Linked DNA regions of Mus musculus: region 2 is linked to region 1. A link is a contact called in public Hi-C data. All regions are on one chromosome and are shown on one strand. Each heading gives the region's core, a stretch centred on a gene start, on an enhancer-like site or on the middle of the called end of the contact. The rest is flanking DNA. Distances are from core to core; before and after follow the strand shown.

Region 1 (4,923 bases), core at 845-3,344:
TTGGACCACTATACATAGCAACCTGCTTTAAAATGTATTTTAAATTATTTTTTTAATATGGGAATGAAAACATTTCAAAGATGCCTTATGTGTCTTAGTTATCGGCTCCATCAGTGGTAAGTAGATAAGACTTAAGTCCTCATAGAACCCCATTTGTCCATGTTCTTTTCTGAGATCAGGTTAACACCTTGCACAAGGCCAACCTCAGGGAAATGAGATACTTGACTACCACAGCTTTTGAGAAATGTCCATTAGGATTTCCTGCCTTTGAGTTAAGCATGTCTAGTTAAATAAAATATTCCTCTGGGTTGGCAATAACTCCTGAGTTTACCAGCATTGTCTCACTAATATAACTTAGTTTACCACTTAGTTTCCCTTGAGGCAGAATAATACAGGGGAGACGAATGGTGGCGAGCTCATTTCCGGGGGGGATTAACAGTGAGCAGCAGTTCAAAGGTTCTAGAGAGAAATCCCACCCACTTCGAGATCTACCCAGACTGTGTTATACAGCACAACCAGTAAGCACAGAGAGATCTGCTCTTCTGGAACACCAAGACTCGGGATTCATCCGTCATCCTACAGTATCAGACAGGAGGGGGTGGCTGCAGCTACAGCTTAGGTTCAACTGATACAAGCAGAAATTCTCAGGATTGGTGACTCCCCTCTAAAGAAAAGAAGCTCCCTCCTTAAGAGTTGAGATGGGTTTGTCTCCCTCTGAGTAGCTTCCTCTGCTTGTTGGCCATGATGCAGAAAACATATGCTAGGGCTCCCCCTTCACCAACATCCACAGAGAGGGTGGTCACACGATAAAAGGAAATCACCTATTTCTTTGAGAAGTTGATGTGCCCAGAGTGAATTAGGCAGTTTAAGTGATTGGCTTTTGGTTAGTCAAAGGTAGGCTCAGTAAAGCTGGAGTCTTTGCTCTAGGCTGTAATTTATAGAAGGATCAATCACATGTCCAGACGCAGCTAAGACTCAAGGCTAGTCTCCACTACTCTGCCATCAAAAATAGAGCAAGTTTCTCATCTTCTACGAGCCTGTCTTTTCTCATTTGACACTGCATTTTCTCCAAACACTAGTATTTAGTGTTTGTAACAAATGATCGATCACCTTTCATATGTCAAGTGCTGTACTATATCTATCCCAGGATGTGGTGTGTTGACAGGAAGACACAGGCAAGTGACAATTTAAAAAGCACTGTCAAACACCACAGGTTTGACAATGTTGTGTTAGTTTGATAGTTTTTCCTTCTTAGCATTCATGTGCTCAATGTCTCCAGGGAGCAGTTTGAATATGCATCCTTCCTGTTTGTCTCACAACATGATGACACTGCTTTCATTTGTTTACTGTGGAGCTATGACTGAAAAAAAAAAACCAAAAACTAAATATGTGGGCTGCAAGCATTGGGTGCAAGCCAGGGCCAAAACCTTTTTTGCAAAGATGTAAATCCCTAAGAAGGGTGGCATTTGATGTTGTTTATAAACTAAATATCCAAGCTATATATAAATGAACCATTTCTTTCTTTGGATTCAGTTGAAACCCTGAAATTTACCAGCTCAGCACATATATTGTCTTAAGGGTACTGCCGCCATGGTATATTGCCTCCAGAGTGAGACAGCTGAATAGGTAGTACATTTTTTTTCTAACAGTAAGTGTTTTTATCAAGACATTGTGGGTGGGTGTAAACAGACACACACACTCACACACAAATGCACACATACAAATGCATATACATGAGCAATTCTAGTGGTGCAGTGTTATATATTTACATTACAGCTAGAATCACACATAGTTCTATACAAGCAACAGAGGAAGAAAAGCAATATAATCCTCAAGGGAGCTAGCTACAACAGATCCCTTGGGCAGCTGAAAAGCCAATTCCCTTTTGCTTTTCTTCTGATGCTCCCAAGCATCTGCTTGAAGCTGGCTTCCTCATCCTCATCTGTGGACCCTCCCAGTTACTCCTGCACATCAGCCGCTTCGAAGGGAGCAGAGCCGGCTGGCTCCTCCTGAGCTGGCGTAACGCCATCTGTGTTCAGCAGAGTTTGGCGACTTTTACAAGGAGTAGAGCACTGGCTTGTTTCCTGTTTTGGATTCATATTTGACAGTAGTTCACCGGAAATGACAAACCCAGGAGCCACTAAAACCTCTGGGTCCCTCTCCTCCAGAAGTATTACATCCTGGCACCTGGCCAGACCCAAAACTACTATCTCACTGGTTTAAACACTCGAGTGTAGATTGGACTGGGACAGAATAATTATGTGTTAGTTTCATACCTCAGGAGTCTGGCAGAGGAAGATCCTAGAAGCATACTCTATCTACTTCCTTTTTTTTTTTTTTTTTTCAGGTTTTGGCCTGCTCACAGGCACAGTGTATAAATCTCCTCAGAGCATATCATGTGGCCAAACACCACTTTCAAGCTGTATTTTCAAGTAGATATATGTACTCTATCGACAATTTTAGAAAATATGAATGTCTGACTTAGTTAGTAATAATAATACTTTCATGGAATGATTACACGATTTGCCTGAATGAGAAATCATCATATGACTATCAATTTCTTCATCTCCAAAATATGATAATTCTGGCATTATTTTTATCCTCAGAGGTACCTAAGTATTAGGACATATACGGAGGACATTGCCTTCATTATTCCCCATAGGCAAACAACACTTAGCTGCTATAGGCACTGGCTTGTCCAAAGAAATGGCCTCTGCATCTAAGAGCATCAAAGTCTTGGGATCAGACGACAATCAGTCGGGAAAGAAGACTATGATCCATGCTGGCAGATAACCAGGAGGAAATGGGAATGCGCCGGACTATGATCCATGCTGGCACATAACCAGGAGGAAATGGGAATGCGCCGGACTATGACCCATGCTGGCACATAACCAGGAGGAAATGGGAATGCGCCGGACTATGATCCATGCTGGCACATAACCAGGAGGAAATGGGAATGCGCCGGACTATGATCCATGCTGGCACATAACCAGGAGGAAATGGGAATGCGCCGGACTATGATCCATGCTGGCACATAACCAGGAGGAAATGGGAATGCGCCGGACTATGATCCATGCTGGCACATAACCAGGAGGAAATGGGAATGCGCCGGACTATGACCCATGCTGGCACATAACCAGGAGGAAATGGGAATGCGCCGGACTATGATCCATGCTGGCACATAACCAGGAGGAAATGGGAATGCACTGGACTATGATCCATGCTGGCAGATAACCAGGAGGAAATGGGAATGCGCCGGACTATGATCCATGCTGGCACATAACCAGGAGGAAATGGGAATGCGCCGGACTATGATCCATGCTGGCACATAACCAGGAGGAAATGGGAATGCGCCGGACTATGATCCATGCTGGCACATAACCAGGAGGAAATGGGAATGCGCCGGACTATGATCCATGCTGGCACATAACCAGGAGGAAATGGGAATGCGCCGGACTATGATCCATGCTGGCACATAACCAGGAGGAAATGGGAATGCGCCGGACTATGACCCATGCTGGCACATAACCAGGAGGAAATGGGAATGCGCACTATGATCCATGCTGGCACATAACCAGGAGGAAATGGGAATGCGCCGGACTATGACCCATGCTGGCAGATAACCAGGAGGAAATGGGAATGCGCCGGACTATGATCCATGCTGGCACATAACCAGGAGGAAATGGGAATGCGCCGGACTATGATCCATGCTGGCACATAACCAGGAGGAAATGGGAATGCGCCGGACTATGATCCATGCTGGCACATAACCAGGAGGAAGTGGGAATGTGCCGGACTATGATCCATGCTGGCACATAACCAGGAGGAAATGGGAATGCGCCGGACTATGACCCATGCTGGCAGATAACCAGGAGGAAATGGGAATGCGCCGGACTATGATCCATGCTGGCACATAACCAGGAGGAAATGGGAATGCGCCGGACTATGATCCATGCTGGCACATAACCAGGAGGAAATGGAATGCGCCGGACTACGATCCATGCTGGCACATAACCAGGAGGAAATGGGAATGCGCCGGACTATGATCCATGCTGGCACATAACCAGGAGGAAATGGGAATGCGCCGGACTATGATCCATGCTGGCACATAACCAGGAGGAAATGGGAATGCGCCGGACTATGACCCATGCTGGCAGATAACCAGGAGGAAATGGGAATGCGCCGGACTATGATCCATGCTGGCACATAACCAGGAGGAAATGGGAATGCGCCGGACTATGATCCATGCTGGCACATAACCAGGAGGAAATGGGAATGCGCCGGACTATGATCCATGCTGGCACATAACCAGGAGGAAATGGGAATGCGCCGGACTATGATCCATGCTGGCACATAACCAGGAGGAAATGGGAATGCGCCGGACTATGACCCATGCTGGCAGATAACCAGGAGGAAATGGGAATGCGCCGGACTATGATCCATGCTGGCACATAACCAGGAGGAAATGGGAATGCGCCGGACTATGATCCATGCTGGCACATAACCAGGAGGAAATGGGAATGCGCCGGACTATGATCCATGCTGGCACATAACCAGGAGGAAATGGGAATGCGCCGGACTATGATCCATGCTGGCACATAACCAGGAGGAAATGGGAATGCGCCGGACTATGATCCATGCTGGCACATAACCAGGAGGAAATGGGAATGCGCCGGACTATGATCCATGCTGGCACATAACCAGGAGGAAATGGGAATGCGCCGGACTATGACCCATGCTGGCAGATAACCAGGAGGAAATGGGAATGCGCCGGACTATGATCCATGCTGGCACATAACCAGGAGGAAATGGGAATGCGCCGGACTATGATCCATGCTGGCACATAACCAGGAGGAAATGGGAATGCGCCGGACTATGATCCATGCTGGCACATAACCAGGAGGAAATGGGAATGCGCCGGAC
Region 2 (4,923 bases), core at 1,399-3,898, 73 kb after region 1:
CAGTCTTGGTTGGGGAGGAAATTTTCGGAGAATGTTAACAGTCTGGAAAAGGGTAGTTCTCATAGATGACATGGAGAACAAAGGGGTAGCGTGCCAACAACTATTTAGTACCAGGCAGCAGGGCAGATGCTCTCTACAAGAAAATGGTTCGTAAATATGAATTGATCTTTTATTGTGTTATCATTAGGGTTCTTTCCTTCAATTAAATTGGAGCATCAACATTTGAACTGTCAAGTTTTGTTCATGAGCTGGCCACTAACAAACCAGCAAAAACTTCTTGGCCAAAGAAAAACAGAGAACATGATTTTAAGATAATTTCGTGATTATGTGTAATTTCCATGGTCCCCTACGATAAACTAAATTCTGAAAAAGTCATACTTAGTTAGCATTTTACTGTCACTGGTTAAGATTATGAAACTCAAAGCTGTCATAAGCATTAACTGGGTAGAAGGAACGAGACAGAAGTAAATACACCTCTCAGGGACTCACGATTGCACGCCTAAGCAAGCCGCTTGTGTGGCTTACAGACTAAAATGCTGTAATAATTTGGCAACTTTCTTCATAGACAATACATTTTAGAGTAATGAAAATTATTTTTTCATACTCTAATTAGCCTGGTGACTTTCCAGGCACAGTCAGTATACATGTGTACAAAATATAACACCCAGAAAAATCAACCCTGTTTTTCTGATTCTAAGTGGATTTCTCTCTCCTTGTTCTATACCATACATTCTAACAAGCACAGGTGTGAATCCCACCAAGGCCACTCCTCAGTGCCATAGAGTGACACACTCCGATACCCACTGTGAGTCTTCACGTGCATATCTTAATGCTACCCATGTCTCCATTAAAGCACTTCCAGAGTATAGTCTACTCCACTGGCCACTGGCACTGCTGTCTATCTGCCTCCTCTGTCTGTTGAGGCCTCCAGATATGCAAGCCAGCATCCCTGGGCTCCTTAGCAGGCATCCTTTTCCCCATTCCCACATCCAAGCAGTTGTCTTTCTATTCAGAATGCATCTTGAGTGAGTCTGCTAGTCTAAGGTCTCCTGCTCATGCTTCCATACCATGCAATGCACAAGTGCTCTCTTAAATCCCCCCCTCCTCTTGAGTGCTGCATAAACCTGGAGAAGCGATGTAAACTTTCCACTGATTTTTAGATCCGCTGTCTTTCTTAAGACTACTCAATAGCAAAATATGATGATTACAAAATTTGTTGAGTACTTGTTATGTATTAGGATCTACTGAGAGTATCTCAAAGAGTTCAACTTATTGAAGCCTTACAGTATTGTGAGGCAGTGGCTGTGGACAGGTAGTTGAGGACACAGAGGCTCAAGGTCATAAGGCTACTAAGATTATACAGCAGCAATCAACAAAGCTGGAATTTGCAATACATGGCTGTTGAGGCAGAGAACCTGGGATACTTAGTGAGTCAAAGCCCAGTCCGCAGGATTGGTTTTAAAACCGAGGGCAGCCAATAAAGCCAACAAAGTAAACTTGTTGGCTTCAGGGACCTTAGTCTTAATCTTTGCTCTGTCTGAACAACATATACCAGTAGGGATATTATAGAGATTTAAAAATGATTCATAGGAAATATGTTCATATGTCTATATACATATACAATGTTATTTATTTCATGTATGTGTGCCACTGCACATGTGTCAGGTAAGAGGATAACATGTGGGAGTCAGTTCTGTCCTTCCAGCAAATAGGATCAGGGGATTAAATTCAGGTCTTCAGGCTTAGCAGCAAGCACATTTAACCACTGAACCATCTTTCCATCCTTCATTTATATTTTTAAGACTATAGATTATTTGAAAGCGGTAATGATCTGTCCCTTTATATGACTTTCTAGAAATTTTCATGTTTCTTGGTGAATGTAACATTTGAAGTTTATAGTAACTTTTTACAAATCAAAAATTACATCAAATTCTTCCAGGTTTGCTGAAAAATAGCTTCCATTGTCGTAAGTATTCTGAAAAGGGCCCTTTTGATTGAGCATGAAAACCATCAATACTAAAGGTTTAGCAGTGACTTTTCCGTTTTTTCCAGTGATTCAAGACAGAAAAGGTTCCCTAAGCATAGAATTACATATCTGGCCCTGGGATTCTAATGTGGCAGCAAAAAGTAATAAATCTGAAGAGTTCGGATTGGAAAGCAGTGTAACGGCTTCCAGTGTAAGCCTGAGAGAGCGAGAAGAAATTAGACCATCGCCATTTCAAAAGCTTTTCAGTAGTGAGTTTTGGGGTGTTTTTGATATTACAGTATCTCCTGCATGCTCTTTGGTAACAAGAAATAAACTCTATTATTACCAATTGGAAATTACAATAAATGATAATTTAGCTTTTATTGGTTGAATTTAAACTTTTATTCAACTCTTGGTTTGACTAAGTGGTTTTCTCATCCTTCCAAATTCTAAAAGCATGAAACTTGGCTTTCTAAATCTTTAGTTCAAGCCAGCTGGTGTTCTGCAATGTTCTAGCTCTTTGTTATCCATTAAAACAAAACAAAACAAAACAAAACAAAACAACAAAAAAACCCAACTAATGTGTTTATAAGATCTGAGAGATAGCTCAGACACTAACATGCTTCATGAATTTGACCCTCAGCACCCATGTAAAGAGCTAGTTACAGTAACACACCCTTGTAATCTCCAGCCCTGGAGAGGAAGAGCTTAGAACACTGGGGCTCACTAGGCTGCCAGCCTACCTTAAGAACAGTGAGGTCCTTTATGCTTCAAAACAATATGGATGGGCCAGAACAATGGCTCAGTGGGGAGAGACACTTTCTACCCAAGTGTAATGAGCATCTTCCCCAGGACTCCCATTGTAGAAGGAGACAAAGGACTCAGATGAGTCTCCTCTGACCTCAACATTCATGCTTCCCATCTCCATATACACATATTAGATAAAGAAATGAAATAAAAGTTAAAATGAACACAGGGTAGGTGATTCCTGAGGAATGACCCCCACACTCATGCGCATACTTCATATCACCCACACATGCACGTGCACTCACACATGCCCTCAGATACCTCGCTGCAAATATGCAGCACATAATGAATGCTTGTAAGATACTCATGGCTGATCATTATCGCTGTTCCTTGAAAATGGCCCAAACCCTTTGTGACCTTCCAATTACCTGGAAACGGAGGATTTGCTGGAGTCTTTCCTTCATCTGATGACACCGCTGATCCACTACTGAATCCAGCAGGGACAATCTGCCCAAAAGACAACCCAGAGTATCTTCAATGACATCCCGGTTGTCACTGTCCTCTGGGAATGCTTGGGAAAACAAGTTCTTGTTCTTATCCATTTCTTCAGACATTTCCTTAATGTCCTTGGCAAGAGCCTAGGGTTGATGAAAGCCAAGCTTCACCTCATTGTTTGGACTTCTGTAAATCAAGTTATCATCCCCTGGGAAATCCAGGAAACCTTTCACTTACTAACAACTACACTTAGACAAGCCGAGTCTCCTTCGAGAACTTCTATAGGTCACAGGTAAGTTGTTCTAGCAGAGATTTTTCTCAGAGACTTTATATCATTATATAATAAAAATATGCATTGCTAAAAATTAAATTAAAAAAAATAAATGCTGGTTAGGAATTCAGTTCTTATAGTTTGTGTTTCATACAGGGAGGATTTGAAATGTACAATAACCCAGAGTTCTCCATTTCTCCTCCTCTTGAACTCACATTAAAAAGTTATAAAAATGCATATCATACATGTCTTTGAGAGCTTTTATGTTTAAAAAAGTCTGTCCCACACTATTTTTCTTGGAAACACACCATAGCATTTTATTAGAGCTGTCTTGTTCTTGGTATTCCATATTTGTAAATATAATTACTCGTTACTAATTGTAATTGCTTTGAGATTTCATGCATGGACAGAAATTGCCAACCTTACCTCCTGGTTGAAGAGACAAGCTTCTGTTTCTTCTGGCAAAGGTGCCGTGGCTACAAATAAGCGCTCCTCGACGTCATTCAACCAGGTGGAAGTGGCTGAGACTCCGTCATATAGCTTCTGCTCCAAGTGAATGCTCTGTCTGTCTGTCCCTCCACTCTGGGGAACACAGAGAGACACGCAACACGCAGAAGACAATCAGTCTCCATCCAGGTGTAATGCCACAGACCTGGAACCCCAGCTCTCGGGAACTGAAGACAGGAAGATGAGGCAGTTAAGCTCATCCACAGCTGAGAAGTGAATCTGAGGGCAGCTTTGGCTACAAGAGACCCTGCCTCCACCTCTCCACTCCCAACTCATCTTTTAGTCGTCATCATCATCATCATAATAATAATAATATTAATACATTTCAGTATTTTGAAGAACTATAGAGAAATAATGGAGCAAACGGATATTCAGGAATTAGCACCTGTAAGCTCCAGGACTCATCACTAGTGCTAGGCCTCAACAGTCATGGGCAAAGATGAAACAACTTTGCAAAGTTCAGATGAACAAGTCCCAGAAAGACAAGACCAAGACAAGTACAATGATGGCCCAGGCATACCTGTGATGACGCCTCCCCGAAGGCCTGGCTCAGCCCATCCAGCAAGGACGTCACTGAAGTCTTATCCTGAGTCTGTGCTTCCCCTCTGAATGGAAGTACTCCTGACAGGAGTCTGTTCGGACTACTGTAAAGCTGTGGGCAAACAGGGGTGGCTTACTTAAGAGTAGGTGAGCCATGCATAGTTTTCCAAGTTGGAGGTACACACAAAGTAGGTTATTGGAAGCCTTGTCCAGAGAAATGGGAATTCTACCATACAGTACATCACTGTGTACAGTGGCCAGATCTAGTAACAACCATGATTTTTAATGATGGAGTAGGGAAAAAAATAATGGTAGAAATATCTGAACTTTTGTCTCAGCTACCCTGAAAATTTCTTCCTTGCTGTATCTCTGTCTTTAGAGAAATAAGTCCTCCTAA

The links. A called contact is a pair of places that touch in the nucleus more often than the background predicts.
Region 2: a contact with region 1 is called in a Hi-C map of uterus, with 2.1 times the contacts expected there. The contact joins two enhancer-like sites. A contact is called at or near these places in 4 of 39 promoter capture datasets (hematopoietic stem and progenitor cells, liver and stem cell-derived epiblast-like cells), 6 of 484 Hi-C or Micro-C datasets (rod photoreceptor and uterus), 1 of 115 datasets of contacts at active chromatin or transcription factors (memory CD8 T cells) and 3 of 9 other capture datasets (adipose tissue, liver and pancreatic islet).

The regions. Positions count from the first base shown.
Region 1 is chr10:5,078,002-5,082,924 of GRCm38.p6, forward strand. All of the region lies in intron 127 of Syne1 (spectrin repeat containing, nuclear envelope 1), which reads right to left. Among named protein-coding and RNA genes, the nearest start is that of Gm51757, 250 kb to the right of the region's middle. Within about 2 kb of position 2,095, at least 70 of the 459 cell types and tissues checked have an H3K27ac peak or open chromatin away from gene starts, as enhancers often do. A contact at or near this core is called in uterus, where this site is marked.
Region 2 is chr10:5,149,958-5,154,880 of GRCm38.p6, forward strand. Syne1 (spectrin repeat containing, nuclear envelope 1) reads right to left here. Exons shown (of 146, transcript NM_001347711.1): 101 at 4,507-4,638; 102 at 3,906-4,061; 103 at 3,142-3,351. Among named protein-coding and RNA genes, the nearest start is that of Gm51757, 170 kb to the right of the region's middle. Within about 2 kb of position 2,649, at least 1 of the 459 cell types and tissues checked has an H3K27ac peak or open chromatin away from gene starts, as enhancers often do. A contact at or near this core is called in uterus, where this site is marked.